Regions from separate parts of the Rattus norvegicus genome. Here region 2 is linked to region 1. Evidence: chromatin contacts called from public Hi-C data. All regions are on one chromosome and are shown on one strand. Each heading gives the region's core, a stretch centred on a gene start, on an enhancer-like site or on the middle of the called end of the contact. The rest is flanking DNA. Distances are from core to core; before and after follow the strand shown. Region 1 overlaps Srgap3 (SLIT-ROBO Rho GTPase activating protein 3). Region 2 has its middle 51 kb from the start of Thumpd3.

The links. Hi-C and Micro-C count contacts between places; a contact is called where the count stands out from the background.
Region 2: a Hi-C map of frontal cortex shows a contact between it and region 1, with 2.8 times the contacts expected there. The contact joins two enhancer-like sites. A contact is called at or near these places in 2 of 12 Hi-C or Micro-C datasets (the A7r5 cell line and frontal cortex).

Annotation. Positions count from the first base shown.
Region 1 is chr4:147,501,621-147,505,013 of GRCr8, forward strand. All of the region lies in intron 2 of Srgap3 (SLIT-ROBO Rho GTPase activating protein 3), which reads right to left. Among named protein-coding and RNA genes, the nearest start is that of Srgap3, 120 kb to the right of the region's middle. Within about 2 kb of position 1,766, at least 13 of the 93 cell types and tissues checked have an H3K27ac peak or open chromatin away from gene starts, as enhancers often do.
Region 2 is chr4:147,688,503-147,691,895 of GRCr8, forward strand. No RefSeq gene overlaps it. Among named protein-coding and RNA genes, the nearest start is that of Thumpd3, 51 kb to the right of the region's middle. Within about 2 kb of position 1,604, at least 16 of the 93 cell types and tissues checked have an H3K27ac peak or open chromatin away from gene starts, as enhancers often do.

The DNA.
Region 1 (3,393 bases), core at 516-3,015:
CCCGCCCCCCCCCTGCCCATACCAGATCCAGAAATACGGCGCTAGTTGCTGTCTTCTTTCAGAAAGCACTTTCTAGACTGGGGAGTTAAAGGCTAGTGTGGACATTCCCAAGGCACAGCCTTCTGGGTTATACTCAGGGTGACAAATTGTGCCTGGCGAATTGGAGAATAAGGTAGAGATCAAGAGCAAAAGGCCTTTAAGTATTCTTAGAGAGTTTGAGCTTCACCCTGAAGTCATCAGAGAGCCCTAGAAGGATCTAAAGTTAAAAATTGGAAAGGGATGAACTGTCTATAGTGGAACTCTGAGAGGATAGGGGGTGACATCCAAGGCCAAGAGAGAAGTGAGGGATTCAGGACCTGGGTAGTGACTGAACTTGGGAGGCCAACTGAGGGTTTAGGATGGGAGCTGAGGAGAAAGAATCCAGCATGAAGCCTGTTCTCTGGATGGGCACCCAGGGAAGTAAAATAGCTTTGGAGAATGAAGGAAGTGTTAGAGTTTTGGCTGGGAAGGGAGACAATGCTCTCCCCCAGAGTCTGACGAGGCTGCAACCAGAGGCACACCTCTCCCCACTCCCATGACAGGAACGGGGAAGGGACAGGCATGGATACCTATCTGCCTTCGAAGCAGCATTCCCACCCTGAAGTCCCACCTAGCCTGGGAAACCGGGAGCTCTGCCTTCCCATCTCCCCCCTGTCCTTCTGACACACACTTGGTCCCCGGTTAAGTGCTATCTGGGGAGGTGCATCCTGGCTAGGGGAGAACCATCACCTGACACAGCCTGGGGGTGGGGGGGTACAGTCTCACCCCACTTCCAGCTCTCACTCTTTGCTTCATGCTTGTGATTGAAGACGTGATCTGCCAGCTCTCTGCTATGGTTGTCTGCTGCCATGACTCCTCAGCCACCATTCACTCCCCTCTGGAACCCTAATGCCATCAAAATAAACTCTTTCTCCCATAAGTCACCAAAAGCAACAAACACACCAGGTGAGCTGTCCACGGCCAGGATTTAAGCTGGAGCTAGTCATTCTGTAGAAGGGTTCCAGGCCCTCACCAACACTTCAGTGTGCCACCAATAAGAGTCACCAAGGTGAAACAGAAAGATGCCTGGCCCAGGGAGGGGTGCTGTCCTATGCCTACCTTCTATGTAAAGGTCGCCTATGCTTGTGGCTTAGCTGTTCAAACCATGTCACTGAACACCAGAAAAGAGCTCTCTGGATATTACCCAATGGCTCAACCGTGCAATGCCTTTATGATGGGCACTCTATAGGGCCAGGCTCCAAGTTGGCCTTGAGCATGTGTGTTGTCCACATAGTAGACAGTGTGCTGAGGGAAGACACAGTCACTGGAGGAGTCCCAGGTGTGTGTGGAATTAGATGGCCAGAAGGTGCTAGAATGAAGGGGCACGCTGTGCTATAGGTGCTCAGAACAAGGGTCTGGAAACATGACTTTGAGGTTCACTGAAGTGTCTACGAGGAGAGAGGAAAGGTATGAAGAGTTAGAGGCAGCTAAGGGAAAGCACTAGAAGAGCGGCTTCCTGAGGGGCAAGGAGTTTGGTGCATGCATTTAAGGGACTAAGGAAAGACAAGTATAGGAAGCCAGATCATAGGGGTGGGAGTTGGGGGCAGAGGCTGGAGGGCCCGTGGGGCTGCTGGGTCCTGGGGTGCCTGCTGCCTCCTCCCATACACCATCTGCATTATGTTGGGACTGCAGAAAACAATCCCCAGAGCACAGATGACAGATGAGGGTGGAGACTCGGGAACCTGTGCTTCCTCTCTACTTTTCCTGAGGTCCCCGTTCTTTTTTCAAAATGGCCCCCAGGGATGATATCTAACTTACTCTGCTACCTTTCCCTGCTGCAGTTCCCCTTTCGGTAGACATTAAAACGAAGGGAGCCAGCCAGTCTTCCCTCATCTCAGGCACACTAACTCTTTGCTTTCCTCGTCTTGCACCGCAGCCTCTCCCCGGCAGGCAGGCAGAAGCCGCTGAACTAGGACATAAGGGTAGAACTTCCGCAGATGTATATATTTTCTTCTTTATGGCTAGAAACTAGCAATGAACATTCCTGGCGAGTCACGGCTTGCTCGCTTTCTTTGGCTAAGAAAGGTGGGAATGAGGTTCCAAGAGATTGAAGCTGGAGAGGCCAAGCCTTGCCAAGCTGGTGAGTTAGGAAAATGAAATTAGCAGCAAGCTAGCTCTGCCAGCTTCCCGGCTGGGGGCTGGAAAATTCCGCTTAGCAAACAAAACCCAGATCCAAGCCTGCAGAACCCAGGAGGCACGTGGATCTAAACCCACTGTCCTGGGATCTAGGAATCCGGAGAGCATAGACCCCTGCACCTGACATCCTCTTCAGGCATCAGATCCCCATCTTTGGTCAAGTCCTGAAATGAAAACCTCTGCCCCATTAAGAAATACCTGGGCAACCTCACCATCTCTTCCCGTACAAACCTCTGCGCCTTGGTTTATCTGACAGGAAAATGGGCATGATGCGTGGTGTATACAGAACCAAGTGAAAGAATTGCCTACCCAAGGCTCGTCTGGCCAGTTATTTCACCCTTCAACTGTGAGTCCTGAGAACCCCACTGAGGCCGGCCTGCAAGTCCCTTCTCTGTCCTTTGGAGAGAATGACTCATGTGCTGACTTTTCATGTCCCACTGGAATTCTTAGAAAGATGTACGAACTGAAGGCTAATGGATGGATTTGCAAAGTATATGGTCCTATATAATCCTTAAAGTCCACTATTATTCCCCCTACCTAAGTGGATGGAGATAGAACTGACCTCCTAGATATCGCTCTTTAAATCTACCACCATTCTTAATACAAAAACCAGAGTGCTGTTGGTGCCTAGGTGAAATATACGTGTGTACACAGGCACAAGTAACACAGAGACTGGACGATACTTCGTAATTCACTGATCAGGATCTCTGAGGATCCCAGGAAAGGTGTGTGGGAGTCGTGAGAACCACATGGAGAACCAAGAAGAGGAGAAGGAGCTGTAGCCGTCACAAGGAGCCTCAGAGCCCCACCACAGAAGGGAAAAGAATGTGGTGATGGAAAGTGGAGGATACAGAAGGTGGAAGGCAGAGGATGATGGGAGAGGGAAAGTGGGTGATAGAGAGGAAGATAATGGGGGTGGAGGATGGACGGCGGAAGGCAGAAACCAGACATGATGGGAAGTCGCTGTGATGGAAAACAGATGGCAGGGGATACAGGCGCTGAGCTGATGGACGGGCAAAGAGAGAAGGCAGATGGTGTACAGAACAGAAGATGGTGGTCGAAAGGTAGACAGAAAGTGGAGACGACGAAAGATGGAGGGTGAAAGGGGAGGAGACACAGTGGGGAAAACAGAGGTGCAGGAGAGTAAAGAGATGTCGGAGGTGACAGGAGGTGGACAAG
Region 2 (3,393 bases), core at 354-2,853, 190 kb after region 1:
TCTGAGTCACAGAGGGTTTGTGTTACATCTCAGATGGCTCGGTGGACCTCACGTGCCTGGGATGCAGGCTGCCTGGCTGCCCGAAGAGCCAGCCTGAGGCTGCACCAAAAAAAAGTGGGATGGGAGAAGGTGACCCCTGAAGGTTGTAGGGCTAAATATAATTTAAGAGTCCTTGTATTTGTCACTCAGGAGACCTTGGGGGAGCAAAAAAAAAAAAAAAAAGCATGAATGACATCTACATCTTTGTCCCCCAGGTTAAGAGCAGTAAGAAACTGCTCAGTGCTTGAGAGCACTTACTGCTTTTCCAGAGGATCAAAGTTTGCTTAACAACACCCTCACCAGGCTCCCAGCATGCAAACCTCCAGCTCCAAGGGGATCCAACAGCCTCTCTGCCTTCTTCAAGCACCCCCAACACAGGTGGCATATATTAACACAGACTCATGCATATAGTTCAAACAACAGAAATAAATCTAGCCAGGTGTGGTAGCACATGCAAGGAAAAAGAAGAAGAAAATGGATTTCGGGGTTGGGGATTTAGCTCAGTGGTAAGGGCTTGCCTAGCAAGCGCAAGGCCCTGGGTTCGGTCCTCATCTCCGGAAAAAAAAAAAAAAAAAAAAAAAGAATGAAAATGGATTTCTGTGAGTTCAAGGTCAGCCTGATCCGAATAGAGTTTCGGCTCCTCCAGTGCTATGATGAGGATCCTGCTAATAGACAGACGGACAGACAGGCAGACAGACAGATGTTATTTAGAGGAGTAAGAGCCATCATCCTACAGATGGGTGGTTCTGGACCCTGCAGGAATACCCTGAGTACGGATGATGCCCACACTGTTGAGGGGTTCGTGCTTACTGTTTTTGCCAGTTTCAAAAGGAGGCAGTAGAATGCAGAAGTAAATGGCTTAATCTTACACCTTAATCAGACAGGCCTGACAGTGAGGCACACTCCTGTCACTAGGCAGTGACCCTGGAGATATGGCTTTGTCATGTCTGAGCCTCCTCCATGTGATGGAAACACGATTAATACCTACTTCCCTGGGTTGGGCTGCAGGTCCATTAAGAGCACGAGAGCCTAGGTTAACACACCACATCACACAGCTCCACTGAAATATGTGGCAGGTCTCATAAAAGGATGCTGTGGCAAGAATACACAGGCGAGGGCCAGTATGCGCAGCCCAGCATCCTCCCAGAAGTTTCTCTGTCCAGGTAGGGTGCTAGTGAACCACAACGCTCACATTCTCATATCTATGCCTCCAACCGCAGTGAGTGCTTCGCCTAGGACAGCTCCCATGGGATATTTTATTGTCCCAACTTTACGGATGGAACAATGAGACACAAGTTTATTCACAGCCCGTTATCCTGCTGTGAGAAGGGGAAGGGTTGTGACAAAGACGGTTTGGTTCTAGGGTCCCTGCCCCTAGCTGCACATACACTGCCCCAAATGACTCTGGAAGTGGAAGAAAGGACAAGAGTCTGCCTACATCCTTTCCTGTTCCCAAATACCTTCTCCACCCTTAATAGCAGAAACTGGCAAACGCCTAGCAGGGAAACACTAGCTCTGCCCACCGGGTTCCAGTATGAGGCAAAGCCTTCAAAGCAAGAACAAGAAGAGTCTGCAGAGAGCTGGGTAAGAGACGCAACGCAGTGGGAAACGAATGAGGTTCAGAACCGAATAAACCAGGACTCCACCTACTACCACCTGATGACGGGGGGCCCCTAGGCTCAGAGACATACTTTCTCAAAATGCTATTTCTCCCTGTCTGAAACAAGGCTTAGACACAATATCCCAGCTAGCTCTACAATGCTAGGCTGTCCTGGTCGGGAGAGGCCACTGCATGCTGGGAAGTAGGAGGGAGTTGGAAAGAAGCTATCCCGGTGAAAGAGCGCCACCTGGTGAGGCGTTCTGAGAACATTCCTAGAGGCTGCTCTGACCAGATCATTGCAACCCAAGGAAGACAATTCCATTCTCTGAATTTCAGATTTTAAAACAGTAAAAGGACATCGGAAACTGGCCGTGATAATAATACCTGCAATTGTCAACCCCCTTCCCCCAACACAACCTCTTACCACGCTATTTCAAAATGGTAACGTGTTGTGAAGAGTGCAGAAAATGAATCTTAGACATGGTGATCATGTGTTCTGGACATGCTGATAAGTCACAACGCTGTCTCTATTTTTTTCCTTAACTTTTGTTTACTTATGGTTTGGGTGGATTTTGTTGTTGTTATTGTTGTTGTTGTTGTTGTTGTTGTTATTGTTTTGAGACAGGGGCCCACTATTATACCTCTGGCTGGCTATGAGGGTCAAGCTGTCCTCAAACTCCCAAGAGGTCCTCCTGCCTCAGTCTCCTGAGTGCTGGGAATAAAGTCATGCACAATTATGCCTAGCTGTTTGTTTGTTTGTTCATTTGTTCATACATTTTAGTTTTTCAAGACAGGGTTTCCAGCTGTCCTGGAATTCACTCTGGCTGTCCTCGAACGCATAGAGATCCTCCTCCCTCTGCCTCCTTAGTGCTGGGATTGTAGACATGAGTTATCGCCACCCCACTACTACTCTATAACTGTAAGCACACAACTTGAGACTTTCCTATGAGAGAGGGTGTGCAGGCAGGGTGGTGCTAACTCTAGGCGTGATGCTGTACAGATCTTGTCATACACTCATCCTGAATGACTTAAATGATATGTATCATTTACCGAATGCTGTCTGATGACTGATGACATGATTAACCTTGTTGGGAATGATTTATTCTTATGATTTCATTTAGCCCCTCCCCCAAGTAACCATGTGAGTAGAGAAGGAACCAGAAGACTGCATCACTCACTGTGTCAGCACCTAAGACTGACAACCTGAAAAGTGTGGACTAACATGGATAATGGGAATTACACTTGATAAACATGGACTTCTTAAATCCATTTGACCACCGCAGGGGAGAGAAGTCAGGAAACTGTCAACGTGCTGCAGTTTGGATTTTAAATGTCCTTCAAAGAGCCATGTGTTTAAGGCTGGGATTCTGGGCCATGGTGTTGCTAGGTGTTGCTGAGAGGAGGCAGAACTTCAAGATATGGAGCCCTAGGGAGAAGCTTTAGGGGAGGCAAGACCCGATGTGAATGATGGGTCTCTGGTCTCTTCGATTATCTGCACCTGAGGTGAAGGGTTCTCTTCCACACTGTGCACTGCCACTGTGATGTACCTCACCCCGGGTTCAGAAGCAAGGGGAGCAACCACGCACAGACTGAGACTTCAAAACTGTGAGCTAAAATAAACCTGCTCTTTGACAGATGTACTGTCTTAGGTACCAGGTTCCGGATTGGCTGAGCTTTGTGCCAATGTTTAGAGGTGCACCCTGGTCAGGGTTGGGGGTCTCCGTGCTTAGTAAACGATCCACTTGGCGGGAAAC